Linked DNA regions of Drosophila melanogaster: region 1 is linked to region 2. Evidence: chromatin contacts called from public Hi-C data. All regions are on one chromosome and are shown on one strand. The core of a region is the stretch at or near the end of the contact, and the rest is flanking DNA. Distances in the headings are between cores, read along the strand shown.

What was found. Hi-C and Micro-C count contacts between places; a contact is called where the count stands out from the background.
Region 1: a contact with region 2 is called in a Hi-C map of the Kc167 cell line, with 1.5 times the contacts expected there. A contact is called at or near these places in 5 of 107 Hi-C or Micro-C datasets (the Kc167 cell line, embryo, eye imaginal disc and 1 more).

Annotation. Positions count from the first base shown.
Region 1 is chr3R:23,941,605-23,945,145 of dm6, reverse strand. It overlaps Gdh (Glutamate dehydrogenase), which reads left to right and starts at 2,045. Exons shown (of 5, transcript NM_206551.3): 1 at 2,045-2,552. The coding sequence starts at 2,135. It overlaps CG12268, which reads left to right. Exons shown (of 6, transcript NM_176550.2): 3 at 1-129; 4 at 352-461; 5 at 531-981; 6 at 1,040-1,518. The coding sequence ends at 1,457.
Region 2 is chr3R:23,787,364-23,790,549 of dm6, reverse strand. mbc (myoblast city) reads right to left here. Exons shown (of 14, transcript NM_057796.4): 2 at 511-622. Among named protein-coding and RNA genes, the nearest start is that of mbc, 7.2 kb to the right of the region's middle.

The sequences.
Region 1 (3,541 bases), core at 796-3,295, 150 kb before region 2:
CACCTCATACTGCCAGTGCAACGAGAGCGTTCTGGAGGAGCGAGCCTACCCGGCTCCACAGAACCCCTTCTCCATCATCGAAATGGTGGAGACGATGGACGACGAAGCTCTGGCGGAGATTACACCCAAGTAAGTGGTTGAAATTGCTCTTCCTGAGCCGCAGATATTATTGCTCTTATTATTCGCGTCCAATGAATTTTGAGCAGCACTTACTTTTAGTAAACAAACGCTTATAAAGATTTGGGCTATCTAAATACTGGCTGAAATATAATGAAGTGCCTATAGTTTCATGCTCCTTTACAGGCGTACCTTGGTGGCACCTAATAACCAGTTTCTTTGGCTTATTTTTAGATTACTAAACGGCTTGCCAAACACGTACGCTTACAGCAAGGCGCTGTCGGAAGATTTAATTTGCAGATACAACAATAAGCTGCCCATAATCATCACAAGGCCCTCGATCGGTGGGTATACCATAGTGTCTACTCTGTTTTTGTGCCTCCTGGCTAATTGCTTTATTAAATCCATTGCAGTGACGGCCGCCATTCACGAGCCATTGCCCGGCTGGATCGAGGGCGTCAATGGACCCACCGGCCTAATGATCGGCGCCGCCCGCGGAGTCATCCGATCGATGCACTGCAATCCGGACTACGCCTCCACGGTGATACCCGTAGACAAGGCCATTAACGGCATGATCCTGTGCGGCTATCAGCGCGGAAAGGCCAGCCAGGAGAAGGGTAACAAGCAGACGGGTGTTGAGTTCTGCAATCTGTGCATCTCCAGCAAGGCGCTGATGTCCTGGGGCGACAGCATCGAGACGGGTCGTCGATTCTTCTACGAAACGCCGCTCAGCTTTGCGCTCTGGTATCCGGGTGGATCCATCAAAAAGAACTACTACCACCACCTTTTCTGCGTCATCTTCTTCCACTATCTGCCCGCATACTTCATCGACTTTTGGCTGCTCGTCTTTGGCCAAAAGCCATTGTAAGTAAACGGTTAAATTTTAAGTTCTCCTATTAACACATGGATTATTCCCATCCAGCTTACTCAATGTCCAACGCAAAGTGTCCATGGGTCTGAAGCTGCTGCAGTACTACACAACGAAAAGGTGGGAGTTCCGAAACGAGCGCTTCCAGGAGATGAGCAGTCAGCTGAGCCTCCTGGATCAGGACCTCTTCGACACGTCGGTGGGTCAGGTCAATTGGGAGACATACATCAGTAACTACATTGTGGGCATGCGCACCTATATACTGGGCGAGAGCGAGGACACTCTGCCGCAGGCCAGGAAGGTCCTGCGACGGCTGTATATCCTCGACTGGGTCAGCAAAGTGCTGTTTTTCTCCCTGAGCTTCTGGTTCCTGTGGACCCATTTGGATGGCTTCGTGGAACGGAGCGATGCCTTCATCCGATCCTCGCTCAGCACCATTTACCATGAGCGAAACAGCACCATACATGTATAAACTCTTCTTTAATTATGTACTTCAAATATAGTCCACAAGATTTTGTTTCTTTTTAAGTAAGCTAGCTGTGTTTTATTTCTATTTTAACTAAGGATTAAAACTCAAAACAGTCACATAGGAATTGTGTGAAAGATCAATAGCATGATAAGCCCGAAAGTTACGTGGTAAATTCCTGAAAGTATGAGCTCTAAATAAAAAATTTAGCAAAACCTTTAAAAAAACACCTTATATAAAATATACCTTGTATATATCGTTTGTATTGTACTGTACGATGTTTATTACTTAGATTTTCAAGTGCTTTCTAAAAGAAACTCAGTACCCCCCTGAATTCAACATATAGCCGAAGATGATAAATCATAGCTTAATCTTGGAGTCAAAGAAAAACGTGAACGTGAAACCGATAACAAATACCTAATCTCGCCCTGGCAACGAAGCGAGTAATCCGCCGGCGGTGGTGCCGCGTTTCTAGCGGGCACTCCACCCACAGAGCTTTTCGGTGAAAAGTTTGCACCGCTCTCGCCGGAGAGCAAAAAGCTCGGCGCTCCGAAAAAGCCGACATATATATACATATCTATGCGAGTGCCTCGGCCAGTTTGGTGCGGCGTCGAGTAGCGAGCGGTTGTGTAGAACAGAATAAAAAAAGAGTTGGAACCCGAAGAATCCAAGCGATTAGCAGCATGTATCACCTGAAGAGTCTGGCCCGCCAGGGCGCCCGCCGCCAGCAGGAGCTGGCCACGCTGGCCAAGGCACTGCCCACCGCTGTGATGCAGTCGAGCCGCGGCTATGCCACCGAGCACCAGATTCCCGACCGCCTCAAGGATGTGCCCACCGCCAAGGATCCGCGCTTCTTCGACATGGTCGAGTATTTCTTCCATCGCGGCTGCCAAATCGCCGAGGAATCGCTGGTGGACGACATGAAGGGCAAGCTGACCCGCGACGAGAAGAAGCAGAAGGTGAAGGGCATCCTCATGCTGATGCAGCCCTGCGACCACATCATCGAGATCGCCTTCCCCCTGCGCCGCGATGCCGGCAACTACGAGATGATCACCGGCTACCGCGCCCAGCACAGCACCCACAAGACGCCCACCAAGGGAGGCAAGTGTTGATCCAAGATAACCCAAGATATAATAGTCAGAACTCTGCACGTAGGTAGTAAAAAATGAGACGTTAAGAGGTTTTCAAAAGGGATGCAAACAAAAGTGCCAAACCTATAGAGACCACTAGATGATTCAGTTTTCCTTGAAAATCTAAAACAAAAAATGCAATTACCTAGCAAGTTTAAAGCAAAAATTTGTCAACACTTACTTAAGTTTTAAGAAACCCTCAGAACAGCTGTTGTCGCTCGATGCAAAATCGATTTTTCCTTAGGCATTTCTGGCATTTCGTCTTGATTTTTCAAGTTATGTAACCCAGTATATAAGCCACACCAGACCAGACCCCCTTTTCCCCACGTTCTGCGCATGTACCGCTGCCGCCTGTTTTGTTTACGTTTTAGCCGACTGGGCTCCCCCTTTCTCCACATTTTTTTTTTTTTTTTTTTTGTTATTTGAGGGTTTTTAGGCCGCATTGCATAAGGCTCGGACGTTGGGCACACGTGTTTGCATTAGATTTCCAAACCCTTCAAGTGTGCCACCATTCAAAAACAGATGTACATATGCTGAATGTACTGCCCGCTTTTCGCACATTTCATTATTTTCGAGCTGGCAAATGTATTTCGATTCTTTCGCTGCTGTTTGTTTTTCCTTTGGCTGGGTGCTATTTATAATGAACTTTTGCTTGTGTTTTGCTTTCTAATTGAAATGAGAGCACAGCACTGCACAGTGTGTCAAGTGCTAAAAAAAAAGTAACGCCCCTAACCACCAAAAAAAAAAAGAAAAAATCTCCTTGTTGTCAGGCCACAAAAATTGTTTGTTCCGAATTCTGTTCCTTTTTTTTTTGCTTCATCTCAAATTATTAATTATAGAATCAGTTTGGTGCTTATCAAAAGCAAAAAAAAAAGAACACAAAAAATATGTAGTGAAAAATATTCGACTAGGGAATCTTATCTGACCTTGGTTATGCGCAAAAATAGAAAACAGAAACAG
Region 2 (3,186 bases), core at 495-2,994:
AATACCCAGGCATCTTGAGCGGTAAACAAAGGTCGAGCCAAATGTGCGGCGCTTGTGTACCTGATTTACGATTGCTTCACTCTGAATGTGCCTGTGAAATATCTGTTTCAAGCATTTCCGCTTCTGAACTTTGCTTTGCTTTGGTTGCTGGCTGCTGTTTCTTCTGCTTTTCCGTCTGTCTGTCGATTGTCTGCCACTTTTTTGTCTGCTAATGTCTGGGATGTTTCCCCAACGCTCATGCATATGCATTAGACAAACGACGAGATTGCAGTGAAAGTCGGGGGAAAAGATCTAGCAGATTGTTTGATTAGGCAAGCTACACCGATCAAAATAATAGCAGTGCATACTTTACAAGGAAATTAATGAAGTCAAGTGATTTACAAGTTGTTTTCGCTATCTGTTACAAAGTGATTTCAGGATGGAAACATTTCTTGTCCGTAGTTCACGTAAGTTGTAAGTAACTTTTTAAAGCTTCCCTCAACTTTTTGTTTAATTTGCAGAACTACTCACTTTTGTCTGTAGCCGTAGTACCAATGGGTGGTCTCCTTAAGAATTATGACCGCATCACCCACATCCAGATTAAGGCGATGTGGCTTCGACTCCTGGTCGAAATTGCACTTGGCTGAAAGGAAGATACATTTTAAAATTAGTATAAAATCAAATGCAATGGGAGCTTAGTCTAAAGCACCTTTTCCAGTTGTCAGCCGCTGCGAACTGAACGAAATCACAGCGAAATCAACGCGAATCAACGGGAGCGGAAGGTTATCAATTAGCCCATACCATCATGAGGGGGACGCGCTGATCATCGGAAACTGGGTTGTCGCTATCTGTGCACCCAAGCGGATGGGATATTTGATAAACCCTCGGACGCACCCCCGCCATCCACCAACGTCGTCCCACCGGAATCCCCTTCTTCTAAGCGCTTGTGCAACCAATCCATTTCATACGTGAGATCTAACATACAAATTGTATCTCGCTTTAGGCAACTTCCTCGAAAACCCACTGTCGATAAGACTTGGATGTCTGGCGGGAACTGCAAATGACGCACTTGCATTGTGAATGCTTACTGTTATCGCACCAAGAAGTCGGAAATACAGCTTGGCATACCGGAATCTGCTGCTAGTGCTAAGATAAGTGGTCCATTTTTAAATAAGTCGCAAAACTAATACATGTGACAAGAGGAACAGTGTGCAAACTCTGTTGGTTTAATTTAAGATTTTTTTAACAAACTGCCATAAGTTATAAATTGCGGCAGGTTTGGAGCTCATGTATAACAGTCATAAAGATTTCGTAAGTGAATAATTACAACACTGCTACCGCAGCGTATAAAGTTGTTTTAATATTAATCAAATTAGCTTACAAAAACCCATTACATGCACTCCCTTAGGAGTAGTTGTGTTTTTGCTTCGCCGCACGAGACATAATGGGACATAACCATCGACGCCGACAAACTTCCTTCTTGCCTGATAGTGCAAGTTTGAGATATAAGCAACAGCGTACGTATATAACACATATTGTTGAACACACACAAATGTGCATCCCCCAATAAAAACCCTCGTACTTGTACTCGAGTCCCCATCGCCGCAGTCAAGCGCAAGAGATACAAAATCCAAGTTGAGCCGCCTTCGCGTGGCACGCTCCGGGTGGTGCTGTTGTTGCCGATGGTGGTGCTGATGACTGTGGTAATAGTGGTGCTGCGACTGGAACTGGGACTGGCGGTGGTGCCGATGGCGAATGCGTAACAGAAGGGGAGCAGTGGAGCCGTGGCGTCGGCGGAATGGGATACGGTCCAATGACCGATGCTCGCGATGTTCGCGCAGCCCGATCTCGATGGAAAGCATAACAAGCGAGAACGACCTCCACAGTAGATTAAGAGCGACAGCGGCAGCAATTCGCAAAAGGTATTCAGTGCCGCTGCTGCTGTGCTCCAACAGCAGAGGGCAAATTAATAGGGCTTCACTGCCGACGAACCCAAATATGGTTCATTCACATGCCTATTTATATGTATAAGGCTAATTTGGTTTGTAAAATCATAAATATGGGAATTGGTACGTAAAGATCATGATTCCAAGGATGCTTAAAAGTTAGCGTTTGAGTATATATTGTACTGTTCGTACCAAATAGAATAGACCAATAATATTTATATTTTCCTGCTATCATTTTGACCACAAGTGTACTCTACGTGTGAGATGGTTTTGTCTGCTACTTTTTTTGCGCTTTGCATTTGATTTCGTCTGTCCAATTGCGTGGAAAGTTAACTTGGAGTGGGACTGGGTCAATTGCGGAAACCAGTTGAACGAGCCTCTTTAGAAGAGCTTTCCCAGCTGGGAAAGTTTCGCAAGAAGCGCGTAAATATAGATCTAAGTAATTAAAGACTTATCGAATTGATTGAGTTTATTATTAATATCCAATGCGCAGAGCGATTAGGCGGAATTCACTGCTTTCCACGTCTGGAAGCTATTTATGCGCAAGTAATATAAATACTCGGAAATGGCAATGAATCATCCGACGTCGACGCCTACGACGCAACAGTACCGCTGCGGTCAAGCAATCAGTCACAGGGAATGCCACACCTATAAAGAACCAGAACCCCTGCGTGAGTGGAGTTAAGTTAAGGCAGTTGAGTTCAAGAACGATCAAAAACGTCATTAAATCGAGCCCATTTCCTTTCCTTCGGTTTGTCGATAAGCGAAACAAAGCCTATCCCAAGACCCTTTTTTTCCTTCACTGCAGCAGCGCGACAAACTTGTTGACTAACGGAAACCAGCATAAATAATGAAATGCACAACTTGTTGGACTATAAATACACAGAGATCGCAGGGCGGAGGAGTCACGGCTCAATGGCAGCGAGAAGGAAAAAGGGTTCGGACCAATATAGAAAACCGTCGAAAACAGTCAGCACTCAACAGGCAGGCAGGTAGACCAAGCAAAGTATACTCGTACAATGAACTAGGTTCATTTTAGAAATGCACGGTGGAAAATATTTTAAATACGATTCACGACGATCAGTTCATAAGGTCATATAAATATAACATATTCTTTTCTGGTTGTGTTTTGATATTGTTGTAGAAAGATTATCAGTTAGAAATTCCCCTTTTCGTTCAGTGTAGAGCTCCAACGGATGCAGCTGCACCTGGAAAAGGGAGCTGCTAAAGTGCCCCCCAGCACGTGAACAAAGTGTGCCTT